Regions from separate parts of the Zea mays genome. Here regions 1 and 2 are each linked to region 3. A link is a contact called in public Hi-C data. All regions are on one chromosome and are shown on one strand. The core of a region is the stretch at or near the end of the contact, and the rest is flanking DNA. Distances in the headings are between cores, read along the strand shown.

Evidence for each region. A called contact is a pair of places that touch in the nucleus more often than the background predicts.
Region 1: a Hi-C map of bundle sheath shows a contact between it and region 3, with 3 times the contacts expected there. The contact joins the enhancer-like site here to the promoter of LOC100384853 in region 3. A contact is called at or near these places in 3 of 25 Hi-C or Micro-C datasets (bundle sheath, leaf and root tip).
Region 2: a contact with region 3 is called in a Hi-C map of bundle sheath, with 2.6 times the contacts expected there. The contact joins the promoter of LOC103640776 here to the promoter of LOC100384853 in region 3. A contact is called at or near these places in 6 of 25 Hi-C or Micro-C datasets (bundle sheath, ear, endosperm and 3 more).

What each region holds. Positions count from the first base shown.
Region 1 is chr10:6,115,313-6,119,702 of Zm-B73-REFERENCE-NAM-5.0, reverse strand. No RefSeq gene overlaps it. Among protein-coding and RNA genes, the nearest start is that of LOC103640777, 80 kb to the left of the region's middle. Within about 2 kb of position 1,277, at least 18 of the 20 cell types and tissues checked have an H3K27ac peak or open chromatin away from gene starts, as enhancers often do. A contact at or near this core is called in bundle sheath, leaf and root tip, where this site is marked.
Region 2 is chr10:6,010,193-6,014,219 of Zm-B73-REFERENCE-NAM-5.0, reverse strand. It overlaps LOC103640776 (transcription repressor OFP8), which reads left to right and starts at 2,714. Exons shown (of 1, transcript NM_001364035.1): 1 at 2,714-4,027. The coding sequence starts at 2,876. The coding sequence ends at 3,667.
Region 3 is chr10:6,252,099-6,256,324 of Zm-B73-REFERENCE-NAM-5.0, reverse strand. It overlaps LOC100384853, which reads right to left and starts at 1,694. Exons shown (of 20, transcript NM_001362566.1): 1 at 1,052-1,694; 2 at 881-942; 3 at 384-487; 4 at 192-273; 5 at 40-99. The coding sequence starts at 1,202.

The DNA of each region.
Region 1 (4,390 bases), core at 28-2,527, 140 kb after region 3:
AGACATATATCTTGAAGAATATGCTTGAGTTACGAGGGATAACGACTTTGACAGATGTCATTGTCAGGGGGAGCGAATGTTTATATTGATCACAATCGTGAGACAATAAATGTCATATTCTATGCCCTGAAGGCGTGAGCTTGATGATCAATATGTGAACCTTTATGGAACTTTCTATCAAATATATAGATCTAGTCGATCGAACACCATCAGTCAAAGTGGCTTATTTATATTGATACGTGCACTTACCTCGTATATCCTAGAAGTGAGTAGAGGTAAAGTTCCTGAAATAGTCCTTACAAGGATATGCAATCCGTTTGCTAAATATTTATGTGCATATACTTCGAGAAGAAGATGTTTTGCCTTATTGATATAGTTTTGCAAGGATCAGGGGAGCACATTTCTAAAGTTAGCCCTTGTAGAAGATTCGATAGAATCTAGATCCGAAAGGATCGAAATCTGTCCCGATGACAGTTGTTGTACTCTTTTTCCCTTAGTGAGTTTTCTTGAAGTTTCTCACATGGGGTTTTTAATGAGGCAACAAAGTGCAAATGCAATTTGTATTACCATGCACTCTTTCTCCACGTTTTTACCACTGGGTTTTTCGGAGTTTTAACGAGGCATGTGTTGGTCGCGGTATTCGCCAAAGGGGGAGTGTTAAGTAACTCTAGTTAGGGTTATGTGGACAAATATCGGCTTTGCCCCTGAGGGGTCTCACATCACTATATAAGGAACATGTACACCTCCTCATAATACAGAGAAGAGAAAGAGGCCAGAGACCCAACCCTACATCATGTATCTCGTGTGCTCTCTATCGTGATTCTGGGTAGGGAGACGGGTCTTCCACATCTTCTCGCGCCTCTACTGCTGACGGGAGGAAAGGGAGCGAATCTAGTGATACGTGGTAACGTAGTTCTCAACAGGGTTTAGGCCTTCACATTAGGCGCTTATCAGCTCACCAGCTCTCTTTCTCTACCAACCATCAATCAGCTGGGTCTGTCTACCAGCTGCAGAAAAGCGCGTCCTCTCGTAGTCTCGTGTGTCCGTTGCCGATTTGACGTGCACTGCACATGCCTCCCTATTCGATTCGACAATTCTATTGTCCAGCAGTCCAGCTAGGCAGGCTCCAATTCGAAAGCACCCACGGCCATCTTCCCGCATCCCACCCACCCGACCCGACTACCCGAGAGACTCGGGAAGCGCAAGTGCGCAACGCATCACGAAGCGTAGGGCCCACACGTCACGCTTGGAGCCCAGATCCCCAGACAGCTTTGTCAACTGCCAACTCGTTCCATGGGGCCGGGCCGGTTTAAGTCAGTTACGGTTACGGCCTTCTCTCGGCTCCTTATCCCAGCCCTATTTTTCTTTCCCACACACACAGCCAGCACGCACAACTCTACGTGGGCTCCTAGCCCATTTATCTAGATCTGGGCCCGTTTCGTCTACTCTTAAACGTTTGACATCGTCGGAGTGTCGACAGCATTGGCCAAACATGCAGAGATGCAGTAGGGCTTAGAGAGTGAGAGAGATAGAGAGGGCAACAGTCGTTGAGCCGGTACACAGCACAGTACTGTACAGACGTGCTGTACGGTGTATGCAAAAGTATTGCATACGGCATGAACTAGGAAAACAAGATCTCAGCAGAGAGCTAGAGTAGCCCTGCACAGCGGCCAGCGCACATGCATTGACGCCATCTACCGCTGCAGGCGCCAACGCAACTCGCAGGGAGGATGGTTGATTGATTTTCATCTGAGAGAGTCCGATCCAACAATCCGAGCTTGCACCGAATCCAATCCAAATCCGTGTAGCGTAGCTTAGCTACGCCGTACCGCCGGCAGTAAACCCGTGAGGTCACATCGGCTAGGTTCGCCATGAATCCCGGCGTTTAAGAGCTCCCCCCCGGCCCGCTGCTCCTGTGTGCTGTGCCGGTCGGCAGCTGGCATTCAACAGCTCAGCTCCGGCGTGAAGCACAGTAACTCCTCCGTGCTCTCCCTCTCATCACTTTCATGGCGCGCGCTCATCTTGGGAGATGGCGCAGTGACGACGTGACCACACGGAAGTAATTGACCCCCTCTCCTCGTATGATCGTATCACACGCACGCACTCTTCAGTACGATCTCCATCGCTCCTCGCTGGTTCCGAGCGCGCTAGAGGCCACGCCCCGTGCATGTGCATGTGCATCGTCCACGTCGTCCAGGTGCGGAGCGAGGAGTCTTATCGCCTGCTCTCAGGCTCTGATGACCTCTGGAGAGCCGGGGGTGGAAATGCAGGAAAGCCATGCAGCTTCAGAAGCAGGGGGGCGAACAACAGACAAGGGTTGAATTCGTGCCTGCCTACTCGTACACTACTAGCACACAGCTGCCTATAGCTGGACGTGGACGCATCAAACTCCGATCTGTGGCAGAGACGCGGTAGTTGAGAGAGGTGAAATGCACTTGCTCTTCACCGTGTACACTCGCCATCGCCAGCAGCAGGGTAAATGCTGGTGGTGGTAGCAGCAGCAGCAGGGGGTACTGCTCGTCACAGTGCAGCAAATGCCTGTCAGTGGTGCCCAAGCAGCCAAGCTCATAAACAGGGCGTCAGGGCGGGCGGCCCAGGCCGAATCCGTGGACAATTTTTTTTTCTTCTTTCACTGCAGCCCAAACTCGATCGAGGACTCCTTTCCGGCCGGCTTTCCCTCATCATGCCCTCCCCCTTTCCCGTGCCGTGCGTGCGCGTGCAGGCGAGGTGGTGCAGTGCAGCGACCGACGCAGGACAGGAGCATCCAGCCATGGCTGCTCGCCTGCTCTTGGCTTGTAGGCTCACCTAGTCACCTGAGGCACGGCAAGGGGAAACGCCATGATTTCCGCTTTGCCAGCAGGCCACTCGGCCGGCCGGCCGGGCACGCATCGGCTAGCAGGGTACTACTAGCCGATGCTGTGCATTATATCTCTCTGCTTGAACTGTGCCGCGGCGCTGCCAGAGAGAGTCAAGAGCCTTGCCCCTGTGCACGGCGGGGGCAGCTGCGCAGACGAGGATTCAATTCGCATCCGTCGGTTCACCCATAGTAGCCGTAGATAGTACGATACCCCCCAGTCCCCCACACAGCTCTCAAGAGGACCGAGAGCCTATCGGCTAGCGTGTGTGGATGTTCACTGCTGCTGCTCGATCAGCTCAGTACGTAATCGGTGAGCACCTGCACTGGTAGCGAATTCCAACCTGAACTCGCTCGTCGCAAGCAGCTCAACGCTCATCGCGGCGTAGCACACAGGGCGGGCGAACAAAACCTCTGCAGCCTGCTGCGCAGAGGCATACAACACGTGCCCCGGTAATGAGCACACTGCACCGCTAGCTGATCCGGCATGCCCAACGGCTAGTAAAAAGGCTATCTTGCTCGCCTAGCGACTGTATTCCGGGCCGGCGGCGACACGCATGCGCCGTCGACATCCGGAGGAGATCCAGACAGACCCCCCACATCGGTGATTGGCGTGGGTGGGTGGTGCTGCTCCTGCTGCACGCAGCGAAAAGTTTCCCTCGTCGGTCGATCGGTCGACAGCGCAACAGCGTGATCAGGCGAGCAGGGCATCGACGTGCTCCCCGCCGGCAGGACATCCAGGAACGCGGCGCGCGCGACCTTGGTTCCCCCCCTCGTCTCCCGTCTGCATGCGGATGGACTTGCTTATTCGCTGCTCTGCTAGCGTATGATCGCGTATGGAGAAAAACGGGTCCATGTCCATGCACTGGAAGACGAATACGATCGCTGCGTGTGCATGTGCTCCATCAATCGATCGCCTTGCCAGTTGCCATTGGACTGACTTGCTTGCTTGCTTGCTTTGCAGTCATGCAGTGCAGGCGCCTCCTCCCGTCCTCGCATGCAGAGTCACAGCATGGGGATGGGACCCGTCCGGCCATATAATACTGCAGTGAATAGTACCGTGCTCCCGTCCGTTAAAAAATCTATCGTGAAACTGGTCCGTCTAATTGATTAGATCAAATATAATAAGGTCATGTACAGCCTTAAAACCCATATCAGTTTTTTTAAGGACAAGAGACAGTTTAGAGACGAGTCTACAAAGAGCTCATCTCTTGTATATTTTCAATTAACCTCTTGAAGATTCCATATTAAATGAGTTTATACTTGCTATAAGATGGTGTAGGTGTGTTGTAAGATGAGTTTATACTTGCTATTAAATAAGTTATTATATGTGAAAGCTTATAGTTGGCTATTATGTGACATGTCAACACTATAAACCCACTGTAGACTATATTATTAAACTTGGTCTCATTTGCAAGTGGCGGGTGTCTCTGCCTAAACATTACCAGCTTAAAATACCCGAAGAAGATTGGGTGTCTGCGTGTGGCTTCAAAAGGTTTTTATTTTTTAAGAACGCGGTAGCTACGCTAGGCACGC
Region 2 (4,027 bases), core at 1,465-3,964, 240 kb after region 3:
AATCAGCAGCCAACACACAAGATTCTTCTTTCATGTCTTCTTCATTATCTTCAAGGCAAGACCAAAAATTATTGAATCTTCCATCACCAGCATCTAAAATAAAGTTGCAGGCACATTAGTATCTATATACTTCAAATATAACATATTGGAAAAACGAAGAAAAGTTCACCTTTAAGAGTGTGACGAAGCCAACTTTAACTGCACATCAAAGCTTCCACCATTTTAGGAGTGAGACGACTGCGATGGTCACTTAAAAGCCTGCCCCTTGTGGGATGAGAGTATAAGATATTTTAACGGATATTCGGGTATTTGGGTATGGATATTGATTTTTCGTACCCGTTTAAAAAATATCCACGGATATCAAGTGCTACCCATATCCATATCCATGGGTACAAACTCGTATCCAAAACCGTGCCCAACGGGTTTTTTATCCGCGGGTACGCTGATAAATCATATCATTGCCATCCCTAAGCAGACAGCGTGCTGAGGTCTCCTCAGGCACTCCTGGTTAGGGATGGCAACAGAGAATTCCCCATCGGGTTTTAGCTCCCCAAACCCATCCTTGTGACAAAAAATTTCCCCACAGGGATCCCCACGAACGCTTGCGGAGGACATTTCTTCCCCATTCCCATTCCCCGTGGGGATATCCCCATCCCCGCTTTAATTATAATTTAATCGTACTTCATTTGTTATTAATGTAAAACATTATCATTTATACACATTGTTAGATGTAAAAATCATTATGTGCGCATTAAAATCAATGTATTTGTACCACGGGTGATCTATTGACCAGGTAATTCTTTATTTTTATCATTAACTATTATATAAAAATATTGTCATATGTAATTTTAACGGGTCCCTGCGGGGAATGGGGATGGGGAATGCTTCTCCATCCCCGTCCCCGTTTACCCGTCGGGGAAGAATATTCTCCCGTTTACATCCCCGTGGGGGAAGAAACTTTCTCATCCCATTCCCTAATAGAGAAATTCCCCACGGGGAATCGGGGATCGGGTCCCCGTTGCCATCTCTACTCCTAGTCGCGTGGAGCGAAAGCTGGTGACGGTTAACCGCGCGCTTTCGATGATTACGCTTACGCCCACGAGTCGAAGAACGAAGCAAGTTTTAGCGTAGTAGCTGAAAGCACGTAGCAGTGACCTTTTTTTTTCTTACGAGCGCGCGCGCGGATTCGGAGGTGTGGTGTGACTGGTGAGGAACATGAGGAGGAGATCGAGGCCAACTGCGGAGAGTGCAGTGCGGACACGCACAAAGCCGATCTATAAAACGACACTGACGCGTCACGCGTGCACGGGGACGGACGTATAGACGTATAGTCGTATACATATTTGCATGGTACAGATGTCTGCACACATGGCACCATGGCAGCACAGCAGCAGCAGCAGCGAAGCAAGCAGAAAAAGCAGGTACGTACGGTACGATCCCTGGACGGGACGAGTTCTTATACGCCGTACGTAGAGGACGTTGCAAAGGGTGTGGCGGCGTCGCACCGCATGGTGATCATTGGCGGCACACCACGGGCACGGGCACGGGCACGGACACGGGCACGGCACGAGCGTGGGAAAAGGCTAGCGAGCGAGCGAGCTCGGTCTAGCTCTGTCTCCGACCGGGACCGGCACGCCGACGCCTAGCTAGCTAGCTAGGGCTCTGCTTTTGCCGGTGGTCGGTGGGCGGAGGGCTACCTCAGCTTTCGTTCGCCTTTCCACGCACCGCAGCCCGGATGGGGTAATACTGTCCCTACTGCTTTCGTGCGCCGGCGGCGCGGGCGTGGAGGGGATCAGGGGAAGGCCAGCGATCGGGAGACCGGGAGCTAGCGCAGCGCAGGGGACGACCCGACCCGACCCACCCGGGCCGCCGCGGAATTCGGCCTTGGCTCTCGCTCAAGTGACCCAATAAAAAAATTTATGTATTTATTTATTTATGTTATTGGGATAAGACAAGATAGACGACGAGCAAAGCTTGCTGAGCTAATAGGGTCAGCTCCGTCCTTTTGCGCCGGATGGATCACCAACAAACGTTGCAGTTGCCAGTTGAAACGAACTCGGTTCCGCCGCTGACGTACGTATGTATATGTATACATCTCAGAGAGTTCGCTTTGCTGACATGAGGACCACACGTCTCCTGTCTACTAGTACTCGTGAGATGTACTGGTAGCTGTACGCTTCCACTCAGTTCAGTTTCAATCTGATGTACAGCTTTCGAGCTCCATCCATGATTCCATGTACGCTCGCTGCTGCTCCAACCTCCAACCACGTCCGTGCCAGACTTTCCACTGCCACTAGAGTAGTGGTGGACTGGTGGTAGAGGAGCGCTCCCATCCCACGTCCGCTGTCCGCTCTCGGTGCTGGCGGGAGCAAACAGCAAGGACGGTCAAAGTCAACACCATGGATCGGAGACACGGCGCAGGGGAACGGAATGATGAGCGCCAGGCCAGGCCAGGCAGCGAGCGAGTCGAGATCGAGACGAGAGTGCCTGCCTCTGCTGCTCTCCCGGCTCCCGCGGAGGACAAGACAACCCCGCCAGCTGTGCGCATTACGGACCAGTAGTACTGCTTATTATATCACGTGGCCCACTCGAGCGACCCCACTCACTCCACCGGTCCACTCCCGCCCGTCTCGTGTCAGTGTCACTGTCACCCAGATCTCGCTCTCGCCTCGCGCGCGTATAAAACGGCGGCGGCGTCCACTCCTGCCTCTGCCTCTTTGCCACCGTCCATTCCCCCGTTCCATCCATCCATCCATCCACCCAAAAGCCACACACATGGACAGCAGCGGAAGCTAGGCCTAGGCGTCGTCGTCCCGTCCAGCTACGCACGCAGCTATAGCCTACAGCTCCTCCCTCCCGCACCATCCCCAGCACCATGTCGTCGTCGTCGTCGTCCAGGGCGCGGCGGGGCGGGAGCGGGAGCCTGCAGCAGTTCCCGGTGGGGCGGTGGCGGCACGTGGCGGTGGTGGACGCCGGGTGCGGCTGCCGCCCGCGCCGGGCCACAACCAGGCTGCTGAGCCAGCTGCCGTCCTTCCTCCGCCCGTCCCCAAAGCCGCCGCAGCCGCCGCCGCCGCCGCGCAGCAGCTCGCGCTCCTCCTCGGGCTTCTTCCCGTCCTCGGCCGCCTCCACCGCCTCCTCCTCCGCCACCACCTTCACCACCACCCACTCCTCCCACTCCAACTACGACTCCTCCTACACCCACCACCCCACCACCACCAAGCACCTGGCGTCGGCCGCCGACAAGCCGCCAGCAGCGGCGGCGGGGAGGAGGAGGCAGCAGCTGCAGGGCCACCACCACCACCACCACCAGGGCAGCAGGAGGAAGAAGCGGTACGAGAAGATGGGCGGCCCGGGCGCGGGCGCGGCGGCGGACGCGGACGCGGACGCCGCCGCAGCAGAGGGCGGCGTTGGGGGCGTGGCCGTGGAGAAGGAGTCCTCCGACCCGCGCGCCGACTTCCGGGAGAGCATGACGCAGATGGTCCTGGAGATGGGGCTGTGCGGCTGGGACGACCTGCGCTGCATGCTCCGCCGCCTGCTCGCGCTCAACGCGCCCCGCCACCACGCCGCCATCCTCGCCGCCTTCGCCGAGGTCTGCGCGCAGCTCACCACCGCGGCCCCGCCGTACCACGCCGCCGCCTACGACTACGACTACCACTACCACTACTGAAAAATAAATAAATAAATAAACACGGGTGGCCTGGCTGGGCTCCGTCTTCTGGTCCCGAGATCCTGGCACCACCCGGCGGCCGGGCTCCACCTGCTGCAGGGGTGGACGGTGGTCATGTCCGCCGCCGCCGCCGCCTCTGCCCCTCTGCCACCGGGTGGTGATAGGATCTCGTGAAGGAGAGATTAAACCACCACCTTATTACTGTTAGCTTCACCAGGTGTCATCAGTGTGTGTATGTCCATTGTCCAGTACCAGTACGACCAGGTGTCCACCGTCCAGGTCGTCCTTGTAGCGTAGCCGTAGCCGTAGTGTGTGCTTTGCGAGCTCGTCTTTTTCTTGGGTTTCTTCCTTGCTCTGTTT
Region 3 (4,226 bases), core at 445-2,944:
CAAGTCCTCAGCAGTTCTATTAGAGGCCAAAGTCTATACCTCAAACTCTGAGTATGGCAGTGCTTTATACGGCAATTGAAACTCAGTCATAAGCATCCTCTGAAACAGATGATGTGCAACAAGCAACAGTTAAAGCATAAATGCATATTATTTTCCTTTGTCAGTTCTATGGTAAATGGATAGGAAGTCACCTGTGTTTCAGGACTCTCAAGCCGAAAGCGATACCGAAAAAGTGTAGTCTCCATGGAGAGAAACCACTTCCGCAATTCTTCCCTGTGTGTCGTATCAAATACAGCTTTCTGGTGAGTTGGTCAAAAGAACCACAAGTGAACAACCGTAGCTAATATATGTAGCGAATATAAACATATGAATATTAATCTTACGTTCTGCAGTAGACTAGACGGAGCACAAAGTGCGATATTATATCCTTGTTCAAATTCTCTGCTGGATCCTGGTGCCTCATGTGTGTCTTCCACAATTCACTGACCTGAAGTGCAGAACAGAACAAGACATTTCTATTTAAAACAAAAGTTAGAGCAATGCCAGAATGCGATAGAGTCCATAACTAGGGTTGCAAAACCTTCCATGTTTATCTTAATTCAGTATGATTCTGAGGAGAAAGCAACAATTCTAGCTACAAAAAATAGACTAACATCCAAAGGGGCCTAAGTTAGCCACTCTTAATATTCTCTAGCGAAATCAAAACCATACAAAGAGGTTGATCCTTCAAATACATACACAAGACTGAAACCACTGAAACATTCGCCTACTCCTGATGGCAAAACCCAAATTTTAGGCAGAAATATGCTCCAAATATAGTTCCCTCCTGCATCCCCCCAAGGCCCCAAGACCATGAACGGCAAAGGCGATAATCGCTCACCAGTTTCTCCATCTCCTCCGGCCTCTTCCCACGCGAGAGTCCATCCGAAATCCCCTTGAGAACTGCTCGTTACCAGCGCACGCAATGAAACGAGTTAGCAAGATCTGGGAAGTAACGGAAGGAAGCCACGCGGGATCGGGAAGCATTTCTCTCGCCAGGAAGAAGCCGCACCTCGGAGGCGGTCGATGGCGAAGAGCTCGAACTCCTCCAGCCGCACCTCGAGCTGCGGCGCCGCCTTGTAGGTCGGCAGGGCCCCCGCGCCGCCGCCGCCGCCGCCACTGGCTGCGGCGGCGACCTGCCTCTGGGAGCGCACGATCTCCATGCGGCGTTGGAGGCTGCGTGGTCAGCGGATCCTCGCCCGGCCGGTGTCCGGGTCTGTGGACTGTGGATCAGTGCCGCAGGCCGCTGGGGTTGGGGCGCTGGACGCGCAGGGGCGCAGGGGCGCAGGGGCGAGGGGGCGAGGCTGTGGGAGAATCGGAGAAGGACCGAGCACCGTGCGGGACTAGGCCTGGGCGAGGCCGATGCGCCGCCGGCCGCCGCTTCTGACCTTCCGCGCCTCCCGTTCTCCGTGCCCCCAGCCGATGCGCGAGCGAGAGACGAGAGACGGAGCGAGTACCGAGGGAGGTAGGGGAGTGACGAGCCTTGTTGGTGTCTGCCGGAGACTACAGCGCGCGCGGGCCGGTAGGCGGTTGTTGCGGGGATGAGAGTGTTGGGGAGGAAGGGGAAGGGCGGCCGGAGCGAAGACTGGGGCGGTGGGGCTTAGGGGCGCCTTGGCGGGAAAAGCACCTCGTTTTCCCGCCGCGATGCCGCTGGGCCGTAGGCTCTAGGCCTGCTATTGGGGCCGCGAGGATGAAAGTTACCCGTGGGGGCAGTCGTTTGGTGCTCAATTTTTTTATTTGACATGGGAGTTATTTTAGTTCATTGGCGGTGGAGTAAAACATGGTTTTACACTATAAAAATCACTATTTAGAGAGTGAATATTGAAATAGATGAGATATAGCCTACTATTAATGATTTAGAGCGCAGAATAGCATCCCCGTGGTCGTCATCCACACGTGTGATACCGGTACGCGGTACACCACTAGCGTCGGAGACTACATGGCTCGGTCGCGTGGCCGATGGACGGGAAACAATTTGTTGTGAGGAAGTGTGGTGTATGAGAGCGAGTGGTTGATCTAAGCATGAGTCATCTTACCTGACCGATTCAGTCCATACTGAAAAAATTGACTCGATCCAACTAATACAATAATTGGGTATGAACTATAGTTTTTCAATAATCGGGTATGAACTATAGTTTTTTTGCCAATAGCAATCGACAGACAAGTACAAGCCGTGAGACTTAAAAGACGACCCAACCCGATCCAGAGCAAAAAAAAATAACTCAAATGAAAGCTAAAAAAACTCGACTTAACAGGAAAAAACGGACTCAAACTGATCAATAGAGAGACACGGACCAACCTGACCTGTGTCCCTCTATGCACGGACGGGCGCGGGTCGTGCCAAACGGTCCATTGCCTAACCTTAATCCACCAAACTCAATCCGATCTAACATTTGAACAGGTCCAAAGCAGCAGCGAGAGCCAGGAAACTTAACCCATTTTGTCGGGGGGGGCTGCGTGGGTTTGAGCTTGGACTTAGGATTAGCTCACTATTAGGCATACTTGGGCGGTGACGAGGAGAGGTCTAGCTACCGTTAGTTTAGAAACTCAAGTAATTTAGATATCGGATATTTCCATCTCAATCTCACCTTTCCTTTGAGTTTTCAAACAAACCGAAAAGGTGGGATGGGGGATTTGTCCTAAACTGTTGCAGTTGCTTGATGACGCGCAGGACCCAAGAAACGTTAAGGCCGCCGGATGAGTAACCGAGAGAGTGGATGGCGCAGGCAGGCCTTGCCAGGTCGTCCAGGGCGAAAAACATTGCAGATGTTGTGTGCAAGTGACGTACGGGGGGTGTCAGGCGTCAGGTTGACTGGCACGTTCCACTCCCAGCTAGCTGGTCTCAGCCTGTCTACGCGACCTTTATTTTTATGTCCTCGTGCTGTTGTTACTATACTACACCATGCGACATGCGAGTCACGATCGACGTCGATTATCCTGTACGTACATGACATGCGTGCGTGAGTGAGCAATCCGTAGTTGGCGGCACCACACCCTGTCACGTGTCAGTGCCGCGTCAATGGGGCTATCTTATCCGCTTCGTCATCTCTTTGCGCCTACTCCCTGTCAAATCCAGGACCCTTCCATTGGGCGGAGAAAGTAATATAATTCCAGAACACAAACTAAACCATTGCTTTACTAACCGTCTGCACATGGAGCAGTTTACTAAATGGCATTTGATTATTAGAATCACATTCCTCCCCCACTTGGAAGATGGAAACATCCCCTAGTATTTTACCCAAAAACCGCGCAGCCGACGCTTTTTTTAACTGACTCCAGAGCTCGTCTGAGAACAGAAAGGCAGGGATTCTGAAAGAGACTCTCGCGTGTGGAGGTGCTGGCTGACTGTTGAGCTGTGCTGACAGAGCAAGTGCTTTCCCAGCTGCAAAACGCGGCTGGATTTTACCGACGGATGAACCAGGATCCCAAAAGCGAAACGCTAGCTGACCTGGACTGACAAGGACTCACCCCGCGACGAAGGACTGGGCTTTGAGAGCCAGCCCGCCAGCCGATCGGATCGGGTACCGAGTCGCCGAGCGAACTGTAGAATGACATGACACTACTAGCATGCATGGCTGCATCGTCTTGCCGACCACCTGATAGTGGTAGAGACAAGCTTTTTCTATCTTCATCTTTTTTTAATGGTATAGACAAAACAAAATGCAGCGCCGGGCGGTGGCCCGGTGTTGACTGCACTTTACCGTCTGTGACTGTGATTGATGATAAAAGAATTAAGAGAAAATAAAAGGGGATTTAAGAAGGTTAAGAGAGAAATTAGTTCATTTCCCTAGCAGGGCTAGTTTAGGGTTAAAAAAATCGGAAGGGATTAGAGAGGCTAAAATTCTCTTCTTATTCAAAATTGAATAAGGAGTGAATTTTAGTCTCTTCAATTTCATTCGGTTCCGTGACTCCAAAACTAGCCCTTAATCCCCTCTAATATGTTGATCACTTGTTTTTTATTGTTGTGAACCATAAAACAAGGCAACAAAATTGTTAAACATTAAGGAACTTCGTCCTTCGAAGCATTATCTCTATTTGGGTATAATGAATCTTGGACGAAAGTCATGACGAATTTATCTTTATCGTTCATAAAAAAATGAAAATATAATTACAGATGTAACATTATATTTTTATTTATTTTGTATTCACTACTTAAACAAATATTAATATCCATATCATATATTAAC